2 separate regions of the Sus scrofa genome follow, and region 1 is linked to region 2. Evidence: chromatin contacts called from public HiChIP or PLAC-seq data. All regions are on one chromosome and are shown on one strand. Each heading gives the region's core, a stretch centred on a gene start, on an enhancer-like site or on the middle of the called end of the contact. The rest is flanking DNA. Distances are from core to core; before and after follow the strand shown.

Evidence for each region. HiChIP or PLAC-seq counts read pairs in DNA pulled down with a chosen protein or histone mark.
Region 1: a contact with region 2 is called in an H3K27ac HiChIP or PLAC-seq map of skeletal muscle. The contact joins two enhancer-like sites. A contact is called at or near these places in 6 of 47 Hi-C or Micro-C datasets (embryonic fibroblasts, epiblast stem cells, mesenchymal stem cells and 1 more) and 2 of 2 datasets of contacts at active chromatin or transcription factors (alveolar macrophages and skeletal muscle).

The regions. Positions count from the first base shown.
Region 1 is chr16:51,495,927-51,500,595 of Sscrofa11.1, forward strand. No RefSeq gene overlaps it. Among named protein-coding and RNA genes, the nearest start is that of TRNAE-UUC, 22 kb to the left of the region's middle. Within about 2 kb of position 3,200, at least 43 of the 83 cell types and tissues checked have an H3K27ac peak or open chromatin away from gene starts, as enhancers often do. A contact at or near this core is called in embryonic fibroblasts and skeletal muscle, where this site is marked.
Region 2 is chr16:51,365,111-51,369,615 of Sscrofa11.1, forward strand. The region is part of intron 1 of ERGIC1 (endoplasmic reticulum-Golgi intermediate compartment protein 1); the gene reads right to left. Among named protein-coding and RNA genes, the nearest start is that of ERGIC1, 36 kb to the right of the region's middle. Within about 2 kb of position 2,986, at least 40 of the 83 cell types and tissues checked have an H3K27ac peak or open chromatin away from gene starts, as enhancers often do. A contact at or near this core is called in embryonic fibroblasts and skeletal muscle, where this site is marked.

The DNA.
Region 1 (4,669 bases), core at 1,950-4,449, 130 kb after region 2:
TCGTAATGGTCCCTGAGGTGGCTCTCTCTGCCCCTTTTACAGCAGGCCAGAAACTGAGACTGGGAGAGGTGGGCTGACATGTCCACGGTCACACGGGGTTGAGGTGACCCTAAGACAGGCCCTGTTAACTCCGATGCTCTCCTGACCCTGCCTGAGCTGTCCCGGGCCCCCACTGTCCCGGGCTCCCTTCTCTCCAGGCACTGAGCACTCTGCAGATTGAGTTTCCCAGCCTCTGTCCCCACCACCCCCCGTACCCCCTCACCCCTCTCACCCCCCACCCCCTCCCACCCCCCACCCACCCCCTGCCTCCCTCCATCACTGCACGGTTAGGAAACACAGACTCCGCATGGCAGCTTCTCAGCAGCCCCCAGCCCTGCCTTCACATATAAATATTTATTTAGTGAATTAATAAACACAGAGAGAGGAGGCCTGAAGATAAAACCGGGCTGGAGTATAATCTTCCACACAGGTTCTCCTGGAGGTCTCTACGTGCACAGCTGCAGTGCCATGTGCGTGCATGCATGCGTGCGTGTATGTGTGTGTGTGTGTGTTGTGTGTGTGTTGGTTGGTTGGGGGTGGGTCGGGAATGATAAAAGAGTCAGCTAGTAGAGTGCAGTGGTTTGACGTATAGACTCTGGAGCCAGGCTGCCTGGGTCTGAAGCCCAGCTTCTTAGCTGTGTGACCTTGGGCAAGTAACTGGCCCTCTCTGTGCCTGTCTCCTCCTCTGTGAAGCTGTGCAGTGGTTAAAGGCTAATTCAGGCAATTAGTTGTACCTCCTAATTCATGCAATAGTGCTGGTCCTGGTGTCAGCATAGTGTCGGGCACCTAAGGAAATCTCTTAAGAGTGAAACCAAATACTGGGGAAACTGAGTCAAGATTCTGAGATGAAATAACTTGACCAGGGATAGGCCAGTTGTACCAGGAAGCTCCCCCAAGGAGAGAACATCTGGAATGTTCTGGAATTCTGCCTAAAACCCAATGGCTCCTCTGCTATCCTCAGAACCAACCCAGAGTGAGTTTGTTTATCGTTTCCATGGCTCGCAAGGCTCCACGACGTCTGGAACCCACACCAAGCTCTTGATTTTGCCCCCATGAACCTGCTCTGCTCGCATTCTGCTGTCCCACCGCAGCCTCCCTCCTCCCTCCCCTGCCCCCGCCAGGGGCTTCACCGCAGCCCTTGAGCAGCTGCTGACTTCCTCTTCCCTCTCTCATTCCCTGCAGCCTGTATCGCAGGCTGTCCCTCCAACACGCAGTTGAAACCAGCCCCCCTCCGCAGGCCACCAGCGCTCACCCCTCAGGCCTGACCTGCCTGCCACCCGAACTACACCAGGAGACTCCCCCCCCAGGGCGTACGTCTGCTTCCACCCTCGGCCCACAGGCAACCCGAGAGCCTTTCAAAGCCTTACACATGTATGACTGGCTCACATTGCTGTAGAGCAGAAATGGACAGAACGCTGGAAATCAATTGTACTTTAATAAAATTTTTTTTTTCTTAATCCGCAAAGAGGAGATCCCGTCATGGCTCTGTGGTTAACGAACCCAACTAGGATCCATGAGGGCACAGGTTCGATCCCTGGCCTTGCTCAGTGAGTTAAGGATCCAGTGCTTCCGTGAGCTGTGGTGTAGACTGGTGGCTATAGCTCCGATTTGACCCTTAGCCTGGGAACCTCCATATGATGCTGCAGGTGTGGCCCTAAAAAGACAAAAGACCAAAAAAAAAAAAAGAAAAAAAAATCCATGTAGAAAAACAAACCAACCAACACAGCTCTTAAGATGCCCCTTCTCTGCATTTGACTCCCAGGAGCCTCACCCACACGTGGAAGAAAACCCCCAATTCTCAGGCAGCTCACCAAGCCCAGAGCCCCGGGTCCAGCGCCCACCCCCTGCTCCCTCGTCACCTCCCTGCTTGAATCACACAGGCCTCCTTGCTGTTCCCCTCGGAGCCTCTGCTCCTGTCCTTCTGTCCCCAATGCACCCTTCTCCTCAAGCTCCCGGGTGCCCCTGCCCCAGTCTCTGCCCAAGTATCGCCTCCTCTGGGCCTCCCCGACCCACGGTACCCCAACTCTCTCGTGTGTGTACACCCTAATCGCCTCTTTCCCACCTTAGCGTTTCTTCAAAGTGCTCACCTCCACCTGAAATTCTATCACGTTGCAATTCTTTTTTTGGTTAAATGTATAAATAATTTTTTAAACGTATGACTTTTTTGTCTCTCGAATGCACACACCCTGGGAGAGCGTGGATGTTTCCTGAAGGAAAGAGGGGAGGGGGAAGGGGTGCAGGCAGCAAGGGATTAAGGGTTCGTCTGACTTGAGCCCATCCAGCCGGGAGGACACAGGAAGGAGGGGACAGGGGACCCCCAGATGCTGGGATATTTGGGGGGACGGCCGGTCTGGCTCGCAGGGCATTGTGCTGGGGAGGGTCTTTGGGACAAACTCGATGGAGCTTTAATACCTGAAACGGGAGCTGTGGACTCAAGAAACTCAGCACTGACCCTAAAGAGCCTTCCTTCTCACTGGAAGGCACATTTGCTTCTAGAAAGGACGGTGAGGGTCGAGTCCTCTAAATCATCCTCCAGCCTTGGTTTGAGCTGCTCCCCCCGCCGTCCGGCTGGGGCTCGGCAGCTGGGGAGGGTGTGGACTCCGGATCTGGGGCCAAGAAGGAACTCGCGGCGTCACACCCTCTGGAATGCTGTGGCTGCGATGAACTCGCTCCAGATTCGCGCAGTTCCCGTCAGAACATGAAACCAGAGGGGGGAAAATACCCATGAGGCCCGGATTGATCAGCACAGGCCTTAGCAACAGCACAACAAGCTGTAGTCAAGCCCACTTCTGCAGCCGAGGTGCTTTCTGCCAGTCCTGGGGCTGGGGCCCTCTGAGCTGGCTTGGTCACTATTAGGGGCCTGCAGCCCAAAGGCCAAGTCCACGGCCACCAGGGTGGTGGAGCTGGGGCTTAAGCTGGAGCCACAAGGGCTTGCAGGAATGCCTTAAAATCCTGGCATCCCCAAAGTGCTCCCTGTGGGGAGGCTGAGGAGGGAATGCTAAGGGGTGTCCCCTCTGGCACCCCAGTTTACTCTGCTGGTTGATGGGCTCGCCCCCCAACACACCCTTGCCAGGAGCTGGCAAGGGGCTGGGGGACTTCAGAGGTGCAGAAACATCCAGATCATCCTGGCATTTCTCGGTGAGTCACACGCTCCCGTCTACACCATCGCAGCTGGACGGCGAGGAGCTGGGCCAGCTCCAGACCCGGCTCCTCCCTCCTCCCAGCCAGCATGATGGTATCATAAAATATCTCAAGCATATGGCAGAGTTCAGAAAATCATATTTCGGACAAGCGTCTCTCACTTCTATTTAACTTTTAAAGATTTGCCTTATGTACTTCGGATTTTTCTTGTCTTCTCTCTCTTAAAAAAAAAAAGAAAGAAAGAAAAAAGAAGAAAGAAAAAAAGAAGAAAGAAAAAAAAAAGAAGAAAGAAAGAAAAAGAAGAAGAAAGAAAGAAAGTAAAAAGATCTCAGGTCTGTCTGGGGAGATAAGCAGCCCATCTATCATGCTAATGAGAGTGTGCCTGGCAGATACTTGACCATAGGACTGGCCCATAGTAGGTGCTCAGGAAATTGTGATTTTCCTGATAAGGTTGCATCTCGCCTCCTGCAGCAGGTGGGGCATGGGCCTGCCAGTGGGGCTCAGGGTCACTCTGCCATCGGGACAGCATGAGCCTTGTTGGGAACGGAGAGAGGACAGCTACTGGTCCCCCCGTGTTGTCCCTTCCTGGGGATGTGGGGCAGAGGGTCATCTCCAGGTTGGGACCCTCCAAGGGTGCTGAGGGCAAGAACCCTCCAGAAAACAAGGATGTGAGGGATGCTGCCTTGATTTCCCTGCAGCAACCACTTGGGGAATTGAAGGCAGGGGCTTCTCCAGGGATGGGGGGTCTCTGGGCTCGTCCTGACGACCCCTCTCTCTCCCTCGGCAGCAGCCTCGACCTGGCCTGATTGAACCCGCTCATGGCCTGACCATGGGGCAGAGAGTTGGGGCAGACTCGTTGCAGCCGGGGGTCCAGGGGGTGAGAGGGCCGGAGCTCAGGGTGCAGCAACACCCACCCGTCTGTTTGCCTGACTCACGGACTCTGACTTGGCCGCTGATGGCGCAGCTCGCCGAGGCCAGAGCACGCTGTCCTGTCCTCCAAGGGCCCCGACTCAGGCCCCATCTCAGAGCCTGGGGAGTATGTGTGTGTGTGTGGGGGGTCCCTCTGGAGCCCCGAGTCCCCAAGATGGAGTCCCTGCCCCAATGCTGAAGAGCTCTGGGGCCCAGTGCAGCTAGTTTCTCCCCTGAGTCCCATTATCTGTGAGCGGGGGTGATTAACCCACACGGCGGCCCTTATTCCAGCAAATGCTCAGGCACTCCCGCCACCCTCCACGCCTCTGTGTTGTCCTAAAGCAGCAGTTCCCAAACTAGGTCCCACACTGCCAGCAGCGGCGTCACCTGGGCACCTTGTAGAAATGAAAATTCCCAGGCCCCACCCTGGACCTAGTAATCAGGAACTGGGGTGGGGCCCAGCAGTCGGTGTGAACAAGCTACCTGGAGGATTCTGATGCCTGCTCGTGTTTGGCCACCACTCATTTAGGGCATCGATCTGATCTTGTCCTTTTCCAGCTCCAGACCCTTCCATGGCTCC
Region 2 (4,505 bases), core at 1,736-4,235:
CCCAGTGCAGGAGACAAGAAATAAATGACCTAATACAGGTCAGTGCCATGAAGAGACATATACCAGGCTCAGGCGATAAAGCGTAAGATGGGTGCTGCTTGAATGGGGTGTGAGGGCCATCAGAGAAGGTTCATCTGACAAGGTGACAATGCAAACAGATATCTCAGCTAAGTGAGAGAGTAGCCACCTGGGTATCCAGGGAAGAGTGTTCCAGGCTGAAAGGGTGGTCAGTGCAAAGGTCCTGAGGCAGGGAGCACATTGGGCATGTTCCCTCAACAGCAAGGAGGCTGATACAGCCAGACTGGGAGGTGAGGTCAGAGGCCCCAGGTAGTTCTTTATTTATTTTATTTTTTTATTTTTTTGTCTTTTTGCCTTTTCTAGGGCCGCTCCCGCAGCATATGGAGGTTCCCAGGCTAGGGGTCTATTCGGAGCTACCACTGCCAGCCTTTGCCACTGCCATAGCCACAGCAATGCCAGATCTGAGCCACATCTGCAACCTACACTACAGCTCACGGCAATGCCAGATCTTTAACCCACTGAGTGAGGCCAGAGGTTGAACCTGCAACCTCCTGGTTCCTAGTTGGATTCGTTTCCACTGCTCCACGATGGGAACTCCCCCAGGTAGTTCTTTAAAACTCAGCACACACAATTCTTTTTCTTAGACGTCATCTCCAATCAGCATCAAGCTGGCTGAGGCACCTTATTCTGGGCCGAGCCCCTCTCTGTCATCATTTGGCACTGACATGTTGTCATTATATATGCGTTGCATATTAAGAATGAATGAGCCGCGCAGCCCACTCTGTCTCATTACTATTGGTGTCTTCCGTCAACAGATGAATCGATAAAGATGTGACATGCGCGCGCGCATGTGTGTGTGTATGTGTGTGTGTGTGTGTGTGTGTGTGTGTGTGTGTGTGTACCACTCCGCCATAAAAAAGAATGAAATTTTGCCATTTGCAGCAACACAGATGGACTTGGATGGGTATTATGCTAAGTGAAACAGGTCAGACAGAGAAAGATAAATACCATATGTTATTACTTCTACGTGGAATCTAAAAAACACAACAAACCGGTGAATATAAAATCAAAAACAAACCAAACCCTGTGTTACTTTATCACTTGTTTTCCTTCTGTCTGATCCCCCCCCACTTTTTTTTTTTTTTTTTTTGCTTTTTAGGGCCACATGTGCGACATATGGAGGTGCCAAGACTAGGGGTCCAATTGTAGCTACAGCTGCCGGCCACAGCTGCCGGCCACAGCCACAGCAACGAGGGATCAGAGCTGCATTTTCAACCGACACCACAGCTCACGGCAATGCCAGATGCCAGACCCCCTGAGCAGGGCTAGGGATCAAACCCATGTCATCATGGATACTAACTAGTCTGGTTTGTTATCGTTGAGCCACAACGGGAACTCCCATCTGTCCTTGTTACCATAGCATTATAGTCATTAAAAAAAAAAAAAATCCTATTGGCGTCTTTCCCCTTGAAGCTGTGAACTCTTCAAGGGCAGGAACTGGTCTCAGACATCGTAGGGTCCCCACTGCCTGGCACTGCAGTCTTAAGTAGGGAGCATCATTTTTGAGCAGCAAGAGGTCCACTGAGTCACAGGAGACTGGTGGTGGTTCTCACCTGAGATGTGCAGGTGAGTCCCTTCAGGGAGCTGCTTGGCTTCCTAACCACCCCCCAACAATGAGATGTCACGAGTGAGACCCACGGGAGGCAGGGGACCTCCTCCCCACTCCCAGCACCCCCATCTGCCTCGCCCTGTGCCTTCCACACCAGCGAATAGCTTATCTGAGCCCTGGCTTTCACGAGCGCCCACATGGGAAAATAAAAATTTAAAAGCACTTCACCAGGGGGTGATTACTCAGAGAGAAAACACTTCTCCCTCTGAAAATGACTCCAGGAAACAGTAAGCATCCTAAATGCATCAGCGGGCCTGGACGCTCGTCTGCTAGCTGCTCACATCACCAAGTGAGAGGCAGCAGGCATCACATGTCTCCGAAGGAAGTAGACGCTCCCCAGGAGAAGATGCCCTCTGGGGCCAGGCAGGTACTGGGGTGACAGAAGCGGGCTGGCGGGGCCTGGGGCAATCGGAGGGTCCACAGCCCATCTAAAGAGGGTAGAAAGTCCTCCAGCTTAGCCCACGGCCAGAACAAGGAGCCCTGGGGTGGCCAGATGAGGGAGAACCAGAAATCTGGGGTCTTATGTGAAATTACCGATTTGAAAATGACGGCAACTGGGGGTTTTTTGGTTTTTAAAAATAAAACAGTATGCAAATCAAAGGAAATACTTTTCTTGTGTGGCTCTGATTTGGCCTGGGGACTATCAGTTGGCCAACCTGGCCTTAAATCTTAAAGTATTTCTGTATCAGGAGAGTAGGATGATAAAGATAGGAGAGGGCGGAGGAAGAGCAGAAGCTGCAGAGCTAGAAGGGGACTTGGAGATCATGGAGTCCAGTGTGGCCAAGAAGGTTCGTCTCAGGGATCAATCCTAGTGGCTGCCCAGCTGCTAAGGCTGGGACTGCATTGGGGGTGTATGTGCTGGGATGGATTAGCAACGCCTACCAAGGACACGGGCCTGGGGGCGCTGGCAACATGCTTCCTGGGTATTCAGCAAGGCTGATTTAGCTCAGACCCATTTTAAAGGCATACAAACTGAGGTTCGGGAAGCAACACTACACTGCCTAAATGTCACAAGCGAGACTTACCTGGTGAGTCCCATCTGGGGCTCTTCCCACGCCACCCAGGTCCCCAAATCTACCAAAGCCTCGGCTTAGAGAGAAGTCTATCTCTAAACCAATACTGCAAGTCAATACGGAAATCTGATTTTAATGGTGATTCATTTTATCCACAGCTCTATCGGGACAGAACCTTTTCTAAACAGCAAGCGGGTCTGAGGCTTGCTGACGCTATCTGAGCTGCTCCTCCCAGCACGCTCGCTGTCCCGGTTGAGGGCCTGGCACCTGAGGGCCGAAGCCTGCCTTGAGCTCGGCCGTCCTCCCTCCCATTCAGTGTGAGTCATGGCTCTCGACTTCAGTGTGCTGGCTGCAAAACCTTCACTTTTACTTTTGGCTCCAGAGCAAAATGTACTTTTCCAAAGGACATTGATTCAACTGCGTTTGAGTTTTGCAATGCCCCGGCAGGGGCAAGGCCAGCCTCCCTGAGCACATGCTGTCCCGGGGAATGAAGACCAAAGAATGCGGTTATCGCCTCCCTCACCTCCCCCCGCCTCCTCCCCCAGGGCGAGGATCAGTCCACGCCCTGGCAGAGCCCCCTGGCAGGCCTGCCACCCCCCCTGGTAACCCAGCCAGGGAAGCCCTACACTCTGCAGAGCCATGGCCCCCACGTCGTTGCTGTAGGGGTGGGTGGGAAGAACACCGTCCCGGGGGTCAGGCTGGTGGTGGCTCAGGCACCGAAACGAGGGCATTGTGTACCTGTTTGCTTTTTTAAAAACAGACCACTGTTTAGAGCAGTTTTAGGGTCACAGCAGAACTGAACAGAAGGTACAGGCAGGAATTAACCACTGGCTCAGTGGTTAACGAATCCGACTAGGAACTATGAGGTTGAGGGTTCGATCCCTGGCCTCGCTCGGCGGGTTAAGTATCTGGCGTTGCCGTGAGCTGTGGTGTACATCACAGATGTGGCTCAGATATGGTGTGGCTGTGGTGTAGGCTGGTGACGACGGCTCCAATTAGACCCCTAGCCTGGGAACCTCCATATGCTGTGGGTGCAGACCTAAAAGGACAAAAAAAAGAAAAAAAAAAAAAAGGTACAGACACGTTTCCATATACCTGCCCCCACACATGCGGTCTCCCCCATTGTCCACATCCCGCCAGGGTGGGGCATTTGTTGACATTATCACCCAAAGCCCACAGTTTACATTAAGGCTCCCTCTGGGTGTTGCTCCCTCTGGGTGTTGTACGGGGCAAACGGAAAATGACACGCATCCACCACCAGAGTATCAGAGTGTCACTGCCCTATAAATCCTCTTGTTCAGCCATCCATCCCTCACCAAGCCCCGGCACCCCAGGCAACCACTGTTCTTTTTCTTGTCTCTATAGTTTTGCCTTTTCCAGAATGTCATGGAAGGAGAATTATACAGTATCCAGCCTCTCCAGATGGGCTTCTTTCAGTCCGTACATATGCATTTAAGTTTTCCCCATGTCTTTTCATGGCTTCATAGCTCATTTCTTTCCAGGCCTGAAAAATATGCCAGTGTCCGGATGAACCACTGGGTACCTGGTTTTTCAACCCCTGGGGTGCGGATCTGCCAAGCCAGGGGCTCTGCTGCCTTTGGACAAAATTTTCTCTGAACCTCCAGTGTTTTTCATCTGTAAAATGGGAATAAAAACACTGATGACCTCGTGGGAAGGAGGAGTCTGTGTGGAAACGTACGGAAGGCATGGATTACAGTTCGCAGCAGGGGGCAAGAGACAGATGTTAGCTGCAATTATCATCACTAGCACTGTGGTTGGCACGGCCATGTGTGGGCTTATTCTGG